Linked DNA regions of Mus musculus: region 2 is linked to region 1. The links are chromatin contacts, called in public promoter capture Hi-C maps. All regions are on one chromosome and are shown on one strand. The core of a region is the stretch at or near the end of the contact, and the rest is flanking DNA. Distances in the headings are between cores, read along the strand shown.

Region 1 (6,017 bases), core at 1,003-3,502:
ATATTTGCCTAGAAATGCAAATGTCTTCTTTGCCCCCTCTCAGCTTCTGCCACTAACCTCAACTCCCATTCCCCCAAAAGGAAATAGATGGCTTTTCTGCTTCAATGCTGAGTGCTAAAAGCCCTTCTCATTCCTACTCCATGGGAGGTGGCCAGTGGAGATGACAGGAAGTCACCGGTGGTGTAGGGGGCTTTCTGGAACTTGGGCATATAGAAATGTGATGGAGGGCACACCTTTTCTGCCCTTCAATGATCCGGATGGGGGAAGGGGCTAGCTGTTGAGCAACTGCTCCGGAGACACTCCAGAAGCTGAGATGAACATATGCCTCTTTCTAACAATTGGCCTGGGAGCCATCCAATAGATGGAGGGCGGATCCACGGGTCCGGGATCCGGAGCCTGCAACCCAGCTGCATCTGCAGTTTAGGAACCAGCTCTAGAGTCCAACAAGAGGAGAAGGGGGCAGGTCAGGGGTCCAAATTAGCAACTGTAATTCAAAAGCCTAAGTCCATTCCTCTACTGATTGCTTTCACAAAAACTTTTTCTCATCTTCGGCAAATATTAAGGAGGCTTTGGAAGGGTGCCTTGCCTGCTACCCCAGTAGAGCTTTGGGATCCCTATAGATTGTACCTTTTCTCAACAGGGAACTAGGCACAACCCACAATCCAAGTGGAAAAGTGTAGCGATGGTGTGGGGAGTGTGGTTGTTTCCCCGATTTTGAGTTGGAGCAGAGTGGGAGGGGCCAAAGCAATCAGCAATGAAGAGAGGCAGCTTTTCAGCCTACCAAGGGGAAAGGGTCCCCTAATTACTCAGGGTACTCACCCCAGCTTCCTCCAAATGCCAAAGAAGGGCCTAATTCTGTGCCTCCATTTGTGCCCCCTCTTTGTCAGCAAGCCGGTCATTTCATCAACAAACACGACTCTGTTAGAAGAGCAAATTAAGGACACTTTGCGATCCTAAAAAAAAAAAAAAATCAGAAAGAAAAAAGATCTTCAGGTCATCAAAGCCAACTAAAAAGACACAAGACACAGACAGTGAAATGACTCTGTAACAGTCCTCCCCCCACTCACACCCCCTTTTCCTTAACATCGTACTTTTTCAAACGACAATGTTTTCCAAACAGTATAAACTGAATTGTTGAATGGAAGGAGTGTGTGTGTGGACGGTGGGGGGGGGGGTGTAGGGTGGGAATGGGGGAGGCTTGATTAGAGGACAGTAATCCTGGTGGCCTTCCTGCAAGGGGTGAATGAGGTGAGAGTTTCTACCCACAGGGAACATGCCTTGAAATGAGAAGCCCCAGATATCTTTCAGTGAGGATTGTAAGACACCTTACCAACACAAGAGACGTGCTCTACGTGCAAGATGTTATTCTTGCTAGATGTGAATAATTATATAATCATAATAAAATAACCTGGCATCGTGGCAAGAGGAATCTCTGCGAACTCAGTGGCAATCTTTTCGAACCCGCTGCCTGTTCTTGGCTTTTCCGTGAGCCATGTGAGTTGCATGCATGCACCTAGCCCCACGGTCCGGTAGAACAGCATTTCCCAGCGTCGTCGCATCCTGCCAGCCTCCTTCTGCCCTGGATGACCACAGGACAGAAAGCCTTGAAACCAACCTTGGGCCTTGAGGGAAGCCACCGCTGCCATATGATCTCTCTAAGTGCCCCTGCACAAAATGTAGGGAGTTTAGGGGGTAAGGGACACGCCAACCTCGGCCATTCCACGATGAGAAGACATAGCTCAAAAAGAGCAAACCGGCTCGGAGGAAGCCCTGCAGAAAACTAAGACCCGTGCCTTGCCTACACCGTCCCGTGTGCAAGTCCCTCTTCTGGACCTTTCCCTAAGCCAACAGCTCTTCTCTCTATCCATTGAAGCCCGTCCTGGCGACCCACTTGATTTAGGTCAGAAAACAGACACTAACAGCTCTCCCTCGCCTCGGTAAAATTACTAAGTGGAATTTATTGGGCAAGTCCATGCAGGGTGGTGGGGAGAGCCCACGTCCCAGGTTCGGGCTGTCACTAGTTTTAGAAAAACAAGTATAGGCCAGAGCACTGGGCGAGAAGTGACCATAATCAGAGACCATCAGCCCCACCCCAGTAGCTGCGTCGTGCCCCCAGGGCTGAGGGACAGGAGGGGACGCACGCACTCTGTTCCCTAGCCCGCCCTTTGCTTTCACAAGATCCACGGTGACTGCACCAGCTCGAGCGCCTTTAAAGGGCCACACACGCCAGCCCGCCGCTATAAAATGTTCCCGGCGGCACAGCTGCAGAAGTGCGCTGCCGAGCTGCGGTGAGGAAGCTAGCTCCGCCCGGCTGCTCCTCCCACAACCTATCGGCGCGGGGCTGCTCCTGGCAGAGAGGACCAGACGCGAGGAAGGCACAGCACCCACTCGGGCCCTCCGTAAGTATCCAGTTCAGATTTTGCCACCAACTCGCCCACGAGCCAGGACATGTGCTAATAATGCTCTAAGCTGGTTATAAAGACGTGAAAATTGGGGGGAGAGGGAAAAAAGGGGGGAAAGGGGTCTGTCCTTCCTGGGATTCCTAGCCGAGGCCAGCCTGCTGCTGTGTGCTTGTGCGCCAGGGCTCTACGGGAGGCAGTGGGGGCTTAAGAGCCCGGTCCCCGCGCCGAGAACCAAGCGTGGTGGCTGTGATCGCCACCGCCCCGGAGTCCGGGCGCCGGAGCTGCGGGCCGGCAAGAGCGCGGGTCGGGGCAGCTCGGCGCTGCCCGGTGCGGTGCGGCGGCGCGGCGCGGCGCGGCGGTGCAGGCTTTTCCCAGGCGCCCTGGGGTCGCGTGGCCGCCCGTGCGGCTGGGGACTCTGAAGCGAGTGGCTAGCGGCGGCGGCGGCAGTGTGCGTGCCAAGGGGGCTCGGGGCTAGGTCGCTTCGTCCGTACCTCAGCTCCTGTGAGCTTTCCTCTCCCGGGCAAGCAGCTTCGCGGAGGTAAGCCGGGCCGCCCGGCAGGACGCTGGGCTGGGCAGCAGGGGCCGAGGGCACCGGAGGCGGCCAAGCTGGCCGCGGGGCTGGGGGACTTGTTTGCTGCCGGAGCTGCCGGGCAGAGGGGCGGCAGCCCGGGCCGGCCCGCGGGACGCGGAGCCCACTTGTCCGGAGAAACCCGCAGCACATCCACTCCGGCGCCCGCGCTTTCTCCGGCTCTGCTTCCCCGACTTTGCCAATACCCAGGACTGCATCAGGCCGCTCGGGGGCCGCACAAAGCTCTTGTTTCCTGGGGGGCTGGAAGCGAGAAGGGCTTCTGGCTGAACTCAGCCAAGCTGCGTGCTGCAAGTTGGAACATTCTGGCAACTTGCTTTCCCCACGCAGCACGACCCCCGTGCACACGCCCCTCTCGGGGGAAGCGGCCGCGCGGCGCCCAGCCTCTGCCTCACGGGGAGCCTGATCAGGGGCGGGACAGCTAGTCTGAACCATGCCACTTTTAACGTTGTGACCTTGGGTTAAGTTATCGCACCCACCTCGGCACCTCGAATCTTTGCTAGCCAGCTGCGAGCAGCGGCAGCAGCGGACGCTCCGAGGGCGCTCGGAAGTGTCTGTGAGGCGCGCGAGCCACTGCCGCTGGCGCCAAAGTGCGCCCCCGCGCGCGGAGACGCTGCGGGTCCCCAAAGTCGCGCTGACGCGGAGACCCCGTGCTTCGTCGCCTGTCTGCTTCTGAGCACCTGAGGTAAAGGACGCTTGGAGCCCTCCGGCACTGGTGCTCGCGCCTGGCGTGCCGGGCTCCGTTCGGCCAAGCCCGCCTCGGTGGCTCTCTCCGGGCGCGTCGAGGAGGCCCCGGCGAGCTGTCCGTAAACAAGGGGCCTTTAGTTTTAAGGTGGCGAGTCTAGCTGGGCTGCTTGGAGAGCGTGCAAGCCAAGCCGCAGTGCTGTTTGGACATTTAGATTTCTCAGTAGCAATGGAGGTGGAGTATACCGGTTGGTGCCATTTTAACTTTTGCTCTCGGGACAGGTTCGAGATGACCCCCCCCCACCTGCCGCGCTCTTCCCACCCCACCCCCCTTCTCTTTCCTCTTCTCACCCTCCAACAGCGTTGGCGAAGGCTTTCTCGGAGGGTAGCCAGGCGAGGCCGGGCGGCGGGAGGGAGGCAGGAGACGCGAGCCGCGGAGTCCGCACTTGTTGCGCCGCTTTTTTTTTTTTTTTTTTCCCCGCGGAGCCTCGCCGCTGCTCCGCGGTCACCACTTCGTGGCTCGGAGCAGACCCAGACATCCGTCAACCAAGTTTTTTCCCTCAAATGAACGGAAGGGTGGGGTAGGAGACAGAAACTGGGGTTGTTGGGTGGGGGTGGGGGGTATGCAATCGCCTCTTAGACGGACTCCGGAGCTTCCCGAGGGGTGCGGGCTGGCGCGCCACGAGGGAAATGTTACAAGAGCCTGCCCGGCGAGCCCACACCAGAACACACGCACTTTCCTCATATTTCCCCCGCCCCTTCTTGTTGCTCTTGGGTTTTTTTTTTTTTTCCTTTTTTAGTACACTGGGGTACGAGTAGCGCACGGGAGAAAGAAGATGGATAGGAAGATGAAGCGATGAGGAACTTGAAATAGTGGCAGGGCAGTGCTGGCCCTCCTGACGACGGTGCACCTTAGGCGCCCTTGTCTTGAGATAGATGGCTGAAATATCCTAGGGTTGCCTCTTCAGTCAAGCAGTGGTGCGGAACCCAGCAAGTGCCTCTCCCTTACCCCCACCCCCACCCCACCCCCGTGTTTTCTCTTTTGCTTCCATCCTTTTCCCCCCAGTAGGCTGATATCAAAAGGGGGAAAATAGGGGGATAATGGTAACTTTAGAAGCCAGCACATTCTTAATGACCACTGGGAGTAAGAAGGAGGGTAGAGTCCTAGCAAATTCTAGCCCCTTTGAGAAATGACTGTTGGGGTCCTTAATTTTCCCAGTTTGAGGAGGGTGTTTTGTTTTATCTTGCCCCCCCCCCTCGTTCCCTTATCTCTTTTGCACTTGGGCAAGAGAATCCATCCATGGCTTTAGTAGCCATCTGGGTAAGTTCAGGTATGACGACTTGGCCAATGGTTAGAAGAGGCCTGTGGCATAGGACTACTAGATGATGCTCTCCAAACTGCTGCTGTTGCTTCCCTGCTAAAACCCAGAGGATTTTCCCTCCAGGAAGAATCCTTTCTTCTCTCAGCCACACATGGGTGTGGCCTGGTTCTGGGTTCTGGGACACTTGTCCTAGGAAAGCCCAATCTAAGAATTGTCTTGTAGAAGCTTGAGATATGGAGGAACTGGGCTATCCCAGTTATGCTATGGGGTTCCTGCTGCCTTGGGGTCTCCAGAACACCCTGATCTTCTGTCTTTTTGTAGGCATGGCCCAAGACAGGGCTTTGGAGACTTACTACATCTTCCTTCTTCTAAATTCTCATTTTTTCCCAGTCCCACTGAAGACCTGGATGCTAGTGGTCCATTGCCATGGTATACTGCTTTCTCAGGAACATGCCTGCTCTCAGAACCAGAAACAAACAGTGTCACCCCTACCTCTGGACTCTGAAATAACCTGGATGAGGAAATGTCCATGTGTCCTCTCTTGGCATTGTGGGTCACTGTTAGACCCTGGCTGAATAGAACATGCCCCTGGCCCAGGACAGAGTGAAAGCTGTCTCTGCTCTTGGGCCCAGGTGCTCTCTGTTTTGAGTTTAACTCTATCAGCATCCTTGTGTAGCTGAATGGATTCACCCCGACTTGGAATTTTCTAGTTCTCCCTTCACCTTTATTATTTCTTCTCTTTTACTTGCAGACCAACAGGCCCAGCTGGCGGCATCAACTGCCACCGATTTATCGGACTTCTGCCCAGGCTCTGAAATGCCAACTATGTCGAGGCCTGCACTTGATGTCAAGGGTGGCACCACCTCTGGGAAGGAGGTGAGTTTTATCATTTTACAGATGGAGATACTAAGGCATGGAAAGATGGACTTTAGGGAAGGAGGTCACGCACCTGGCCTTCCTAGGTGTGGCCTATAGCCGCACTGCTTGACCAGAGAAGATACAGCAGGGCTTCGTCTGGGGAAA
Region 2 (6,017 bases), core at 1,583-4,082, 33 kb before region 1:
CCTCAGCAGGGACCCCAAGGACAGAGCCTGTCCAGGAGAAAGCTTTAGGCTTTACTTCCAGATGGTAGGGGATACTGAAATGTCTTGGCTCGGGAAAGAGTGTGACCAAAGTTGGCAGTGACCAAGAAGCAGCCCTACAAGCAAAAGCATCAATGAAGAGGCTAAGACAGTGACCCAAGTAAGAGATGTGATAAAGGTTAAGCAGTGCCAAGAGAAAGATGACTGAACATGGAGACATCTTGAAGTAAAATTCGGGAACCCATAAGAAATAAGGGGGCATGAACCAAGGCATGAAGAATCAGGCAGGGGCCAAGAAGCATTTTGAGTTTGTTTCAAACACCAAAACCACCATCTAAAATAGATGAAAAAAAACCTGCTAAATTTGGCCTCATCAAAATTAACTTTTGCTTTGCAAAAAAATGTGTTAGTAGAATGAAGAGATAACAAATGTACTGAGATAAAATATTTGCAAGTCATATACCCAACAACAGATTTGTATCTAAAACATACAAAGAGCTCTCCAAACTCAACAGTAGAAAAAAATACAAATTAAAAAAATGGGCATAAGACATTTAAAAAAGAATGTACAGATAGCAAATTTAGCACATAAAAGATGTTTAACATCATTAGCTATTAGGTCAAAGTAAGATCACAGCAAGGTATCACTATGTATCCACCAGACTAGGCGAGCGGAACACTGGCAAGGATGTGGAGAAACCAGCTTCCTACCGCATCCCTGGTAACAGCGGAAATGCCACAGAGACTCTGGAAAACACTTCAGTTTCTTATAAAAACTAAATGTATACCGTGTTCACAGAAAACCTCGCATGTATATGTTCGTAGAAGCTTTATTCATAATAACCAAAAGCTCAGTTGTTCTTTAGTGGGTATTGGTTAGATAGACCATGCCACATGCATGGGTATTTCTTGCATACAGCAACTTGGGTGGGTTGTTTTACATTTATTAATGTATATTAATTGTACAAAATAATGTGTTCCACTGGCATTTTCATACATGTGTATCATATATACTGATCATATTCACCCTTATCACCATCTCTCTCCACCTTTTTTTTTAGATACATCTTAAAAGCAGTACACTGAATGAAAATGCTAGTTGCAAACGTTTACATACTGGAATAGTCCATGTATATAACATTTCTGGATGTGAAACTGTTTTAGAGATGAAAAACATTAATGGTTGTCAGATCCTAGAGTAGGTGAAGGGGGAGGGGTGGGAGTGATTAGATTTTCACAATTAGAATAAGATTATATGAATCTACACTTGTGACAAAATTATACAGAGCTGGATACTTATTAACACACAAGTACATGTCAGACTCTTGAAATACAAATAATATCTGTGAATGATGCCAATGACTACCAAGTTTTGATATTAACACCAGTCATACAAAATGCTAATTGGAAAAACCTGCTGAAGGCCACAAGGGCCCTCACTAACCTGAGTTTTGTTGTTGCTGTCATTTGCAACTTCCTTTGGCTCTGCACTGTGTGATAAGACACCACTGTAGTGACAAACAACAACTCAGGAGCTGCCAGGCAAGCCAGAGGATACAGCCCCTAAAGGTTTGGGGAGTTAGAAAGCTTCTGTGTCGTGTGTGTGTGTGTGTGTGTGTGTGTGTGTGTGTGTGTGTGTGTGTGTGTGTGTGTGTGTGTGTGTGTGTCTGTCTGTCTGTCTGTCTGTTTGTCTGTCTCAGGTCTGTGCATAAAAGAAAGTTGGTTTTACTATAGGTTACTGTGTCGTGTGTGTGTCTGTGTGTGTCTGTGTGTGTGTGTGTGTCTGGCTGACTGGCTCAGGTCTGTGCATAAAAGAAAGTTGGTTTTACTATAGATTACTTTTAAAGTTACAGAAGCAGGACTTAATTATAGAATACTTTCCTAGCATTCACAAGGATCAGGATTTGATTCCCAGCACCAAAATCTAAGTAAGATTTTCTTTTACTTGAAAATAGAATAGTAACTGCTCCGTTCTGATCACCTCCTCCTTTCCTGCCTTTTGCACTCATCCATCAAGCTCCATCTACTGTATACCTGCTAGTGGGAGGGAGGCTCCCCGCGAGATGGTGGAACTTAAAGTAGAACAGTATTCTTCCTGCTCTAGAGGACAGTCAGGCAGTGGAGCTTAGACTCATGTTTCAACCCAAGGAAATAGAGCAGAGAGAAAACTGACCAGGGACCAAGTGAGGGAACTGATTCCTTTTAAAGCCTAGTCCTGTGCAGTGCTTTCCCAACAGAACTCTGGGGTCCCTTACTCCATACTACACAGGTTCCCATGAGAAAAAGTGCCAGAAGGGCTGTACCCTGCTAAGGGTGACAAAAAGGCTAGGGTTAAAGGAAGATTTGATGCAGCTAACTGTGAACTCTGAAAATTGTTACCTGGATGTGCACATCAGTATATGTATAATGAGTGTGTGTGTGAGTGTGTGTGTGTGTGTGTGTGTGTGTATGTGTGTGTGTGTGTGTGTGTGTGTCTAAAAACCATTTGTTTTCTTTATAACTCTTGACTGGTGGTGGCATTGGGATTAGCTGTATGGTTCTTCTGGCTTGGCCTGGACCCACCCACTATCAGCAGTCCACTGCCCTGGTGGTGAAAAAACTTACTAACTTGCATAATACGTTCTAGGATAACAGGAATATCTAGGCCCTTTTTCCCTCATCATTTAGGGCTTATCCCCATAAAAAGGGCCACCACAGTCTCATTTTCAGCTCCAAAATGTAAATGCGTATTTCCTTCTTCACAGCCCTATTGAGATATGTAATTCATACATGTTACCTGAATCTGAATTGTGTTTTCTCTCCTGTCTGCAGGGAATCTGAAGCATGTGGTCTAGTTGACAAAAAGAGATCAGGTTCCCAGAGCTGGGCAGCAGTGCCTATAATGAAGACAGTGTGTTGATGCAAGCGGTTTGTGGAATTTGTGACTGCAGGGGAAATTTGGAAGAAATTACTTCCTGAAAATTTCCAAGGGGCACCAAGTGGCAGCTGGCCTCCTGGGGTGAGGAGCCAGGCACCCCGGAGCCAGGCCTAAGGGGAAGAAGAAGATAGCCAGTGTTTAAAGTGTTTATTTTAAAACACAAATGCAGTTTTTAATGGTTCAAAATTATTTTTAAGCAAGTTGGGGGGAAGAATTTTATCTTCATAAAGGGGACAAGTCAGGAGCTGCAGAAGAGTGGGGTTGGGTAGGGGGGTCAGCAGATGGGCAGGTTCGGCCCTCGGGGCCATTTAGATAGAGACCTGTGGGGGAGGGGTATCAGCAGACTGGGAGGTAAGGAGGAGTCTACCACTTTTGTTTTAGTATGATGCACTCCAGTTGTTCTTAATAAAAGTTTTGAAAATGTAGCTCGTCCCACCGCTCTGTTACTGCTACCGACAGCACACACAGTTCTGAACATTTCCTGCCACCAAAGGTCAAAAATGGCCCTCTTGTTCCCATACTCTGCCCTGGCCAGCCTGGGACTCTCACCTTAAATTTTGGACCCTCCTGGGGAACTAGTGTATCCCCAGACCAGATGACAAGCTCTGTCCTGCGCTGGAGTCTGACCATGAAAAAGAAGGTGCGGAGTTATAGGCTCTGCATCCATGAAAAGGGGCCTGCTACATTCTGAGGAGCCGTTTGCTCTGTCAAGGACTCATGGGTCGGAAGGCATTTCCCTCAAAGGGCATTTCCATGGGTAAACAGGACACTTGCAGCTCAAGTGTAGACAGTTGATTCACATGACAGTTGGCTGGTGTGATGGGGAAAGATGGCAAACTATGGGGGAAGACGACCATTTGGTGGGATTTTTATAACATGATTGACCAAATGTTTATTAAGTTCTTTCAACCACTGTGACAAGTCTAAGAGACACAAGCGCAGCCCAGTCCTGGCCTGGGGCAAGGGGAAAAAGAAAAGCAAATATATGCACAAAGCTGGGAATCTCTGAATTGCAAGCTTTGCCCAACAGGCCCTCAGCAGCATCTGGAGGGATGGCTAACCTGAAGTTCCCCCCAGGCAAGCAAGAGCATTCCACAGAAGGGAGTGAGAAAGCCTTGAGTCTGTCCTGAGCTGGGAATAGCCATGCTTTTATTAAACAGTGAGAGTGTCTGGTGGACTAGAAGTACCAGTCGCTTCAAATGTCCACTATTCTAATTATACACTCTAGGCTTAAGGCACTTTGGCTTGTGCTGAAAAGAAGGGGGATTTCAAAGAATTGGAAAGTGGGGAATGGCTGGCTGAATGGGCAGGTGCCAAGGTTTGCCCTCTCAAAGGTTTGCTTATCCCACTTGAGTTTCCCAATACAGTCCTTTCCAGCTACCCCCAGGGTCCCTATGAAGGCCTCAGTCATGAGAGGCAGCCACCTGGTAGGAACAATGGCTAGCTAGTGCCCTGTGGCCCTTTTAGGTGGGAATTGCCCTGGTCAAGGATATCCCCCCTATGTGGAGAGAGTAGTATAAGGTGCAGGGGATACCCACAAAAGGTTGCCTTTTGCCATGGGACCCATTCTCCTGGTCAAGAAGGCACTGCCTGAGAACCACCTCTGCCTTAGTTCTAGCCCAACAGGATCCATAAAAGTTACTGAGTTGATGACCTTGGGCCAAGCGTCAGAGGGTACCAGTGCAGGGGCCTCCAGACTGTCATTCATTGCATTCCTATAGGCTATGCTGGCCTGGAGTGCAGTTAGTGCTCAGCCTACACACAGCCCTGGAGTCTGTCCCTTAGCACTTCAAAAATAGAGGAGGAGAGACAAGAGAGGATAAGGGAGAGGGAAGAAGAGAAAGAAAAGCTAGGCAACGGTGGGCTAAAAAAAAAAAAAAAAAAGCAACAGGTAAAGGGCAAGGATAACGTCTTAAAAATTTACCGAGCAAAATTGAAATACCCAGAGCCAGCATCTACAAGCCCAACACAGCAAGTTAAGAACAGCTCTGTCCTGAGTTATAAAGGCAGTAACAGCCACAAGGAAATGCACCAAAAAGAAACTGAGATGGTGAGATGGACTTCAGTGGACCAGGAAATCATAAGATGCTTTGGTTTGCTTTTGGAGCTTTTTTTTTTTTTCTCCAGATTTCCTCAGTGAATCGAATTTTATTTTCACAATGGAAAAATAGGCTGGGGTTGGGGTATATGGCTCAGTGTGCAATGCCTGCCTGCCTGCCTGCCTGCCTGCCTGCCTGCCTGCCTGCCTATATCCATGAGGCCCTAGGCTCTACTCATAGTCCCACAAATAAAGTAGTAAGCTCAAAATGAGTTTGCTTGGTTGAACACTTATTAAACTCAGTCACCAAAAACAAAAAAAAAAAAAAAGAAAAAGAAAGTAAGAAAGACGTGGTTGGGAGACGGGGTTCAGCTGGAGGAGATGGGGAGTAAATGTATAATGGGGTGACTGTGACCAAAATGCATTGTGTCTGTGTGTGAAATTGTCAGATTAAATTCTGGAGACTGGAAATGGTTCTTATCTGTCCTCTGTGATAAGAATCTGAGTCAGTTGGAGCCTCCCACTGTGCAGGCCTGTGCTCAGCCTCAGGGCTGTTCTTACTGCCCAGGAGGCTCTGAGAAGAGCCCCAGGAGAAATGGGCTCCAGGGCAAGGGAAGCGGATACTGATGTGAGCTTACCTTCCCTTCAGTCAAAGGCGACTGTCTACCTACCCACTGTCGTACTAAGTTCAAGCCCAGTGACTCTGATGACAACCATGAGGCAAAAATCAGAATGCACCCCTTTTTATAAGGCATTTCTACTTAAAGTGTGCCATTATCTTTCCTGCTGGATAGGTATTATTATACCCACTTTAGAGATGAGTAAACTGAGTCTACAAACTGAAGTAACTCACCCAGGAGTGGGTAGAAGAGAACAACCCTAGCTAGAACTGCAAGCTCCCTTACTTTTTCCATAGCCCCACACTAGTGCCACTAGAATATTCTTTCTTTTTAATTTACTCATTAATTTTTTTTTTACAGTCCAGACTTTATCCTCCTCCCGGTCCACCCTCTGACTGTTCCACATCCCACACCTCCCCACCCC

What was found. Promoter capture Hi-C pulls out the DNA fragments that hold promoters and counts their contacts.
Region 2: a contact with region 1 is called in a promoter capture Hi-C map of second pharyngeal arch cranial neural crest, with 3 times the contacts expected there. The contact joins the enhancer-like site here to the promoter of Cited1 in region 1. A contact is called at or near these places in 6 of 39 promoter capture datasets (embryonic stem cells, frontonasal cranial neural crest, pre-B cells and 3 more), 1 of 484 Hi-C or Micro-C datasets (reprogramming fibroblasts), 2 of 115 datasets of contacts at active chromatin or transcription factors (embryonic forebrain and embryonic stem cells) and 2 of 9 other capture datasets (adipose tissue and liver).

What each region holds. Positions count from the first base shown.
Region 1 is chrX:102,248,416-102,254,432 of GRCm38.p6, reverse strand. Cited1 (Cbp/p300-interacting transactivator with Glu/Asp-rich carboxy-terminal domain 1) reads left to right here and starts at 2,252. Exons shown (of 3, transcript NM_001276466.1): 1 at 2,252-2,399; 2 at 5,746-5,870. The coding sequence starts at 5,811. Gm14858 (predicted gene 14858) reads right to left here and starts at 1,782. Exons shown (of 3, transcript NR_040285.1): 1 at 1,409-1,782; 2 at 820-953.
Region 2 is chrX:102,281,981-102,287,997 of GRCm38.p6, reverse strand. It overlaps Hdac8 (histone deacetylase 8), which reads left to right. Exons shown (of 11, transcript NM_027382.4): 11 at 2,830-3,360. The coding sequence ends at 2,852. Among named protein-coding and RNA genes, the nearest start is that of Gm32262, 11 kb to the left of the region's middle. Within about 2 kb of position 2,832, at least 6 of the 459 cell types and tissues checked have an H3K27ac peak or open chromatin away from gene starts, as enhancers often do. A contact at or near this core is called in second pharyngeal arch cranial neural crest, where this site is marked.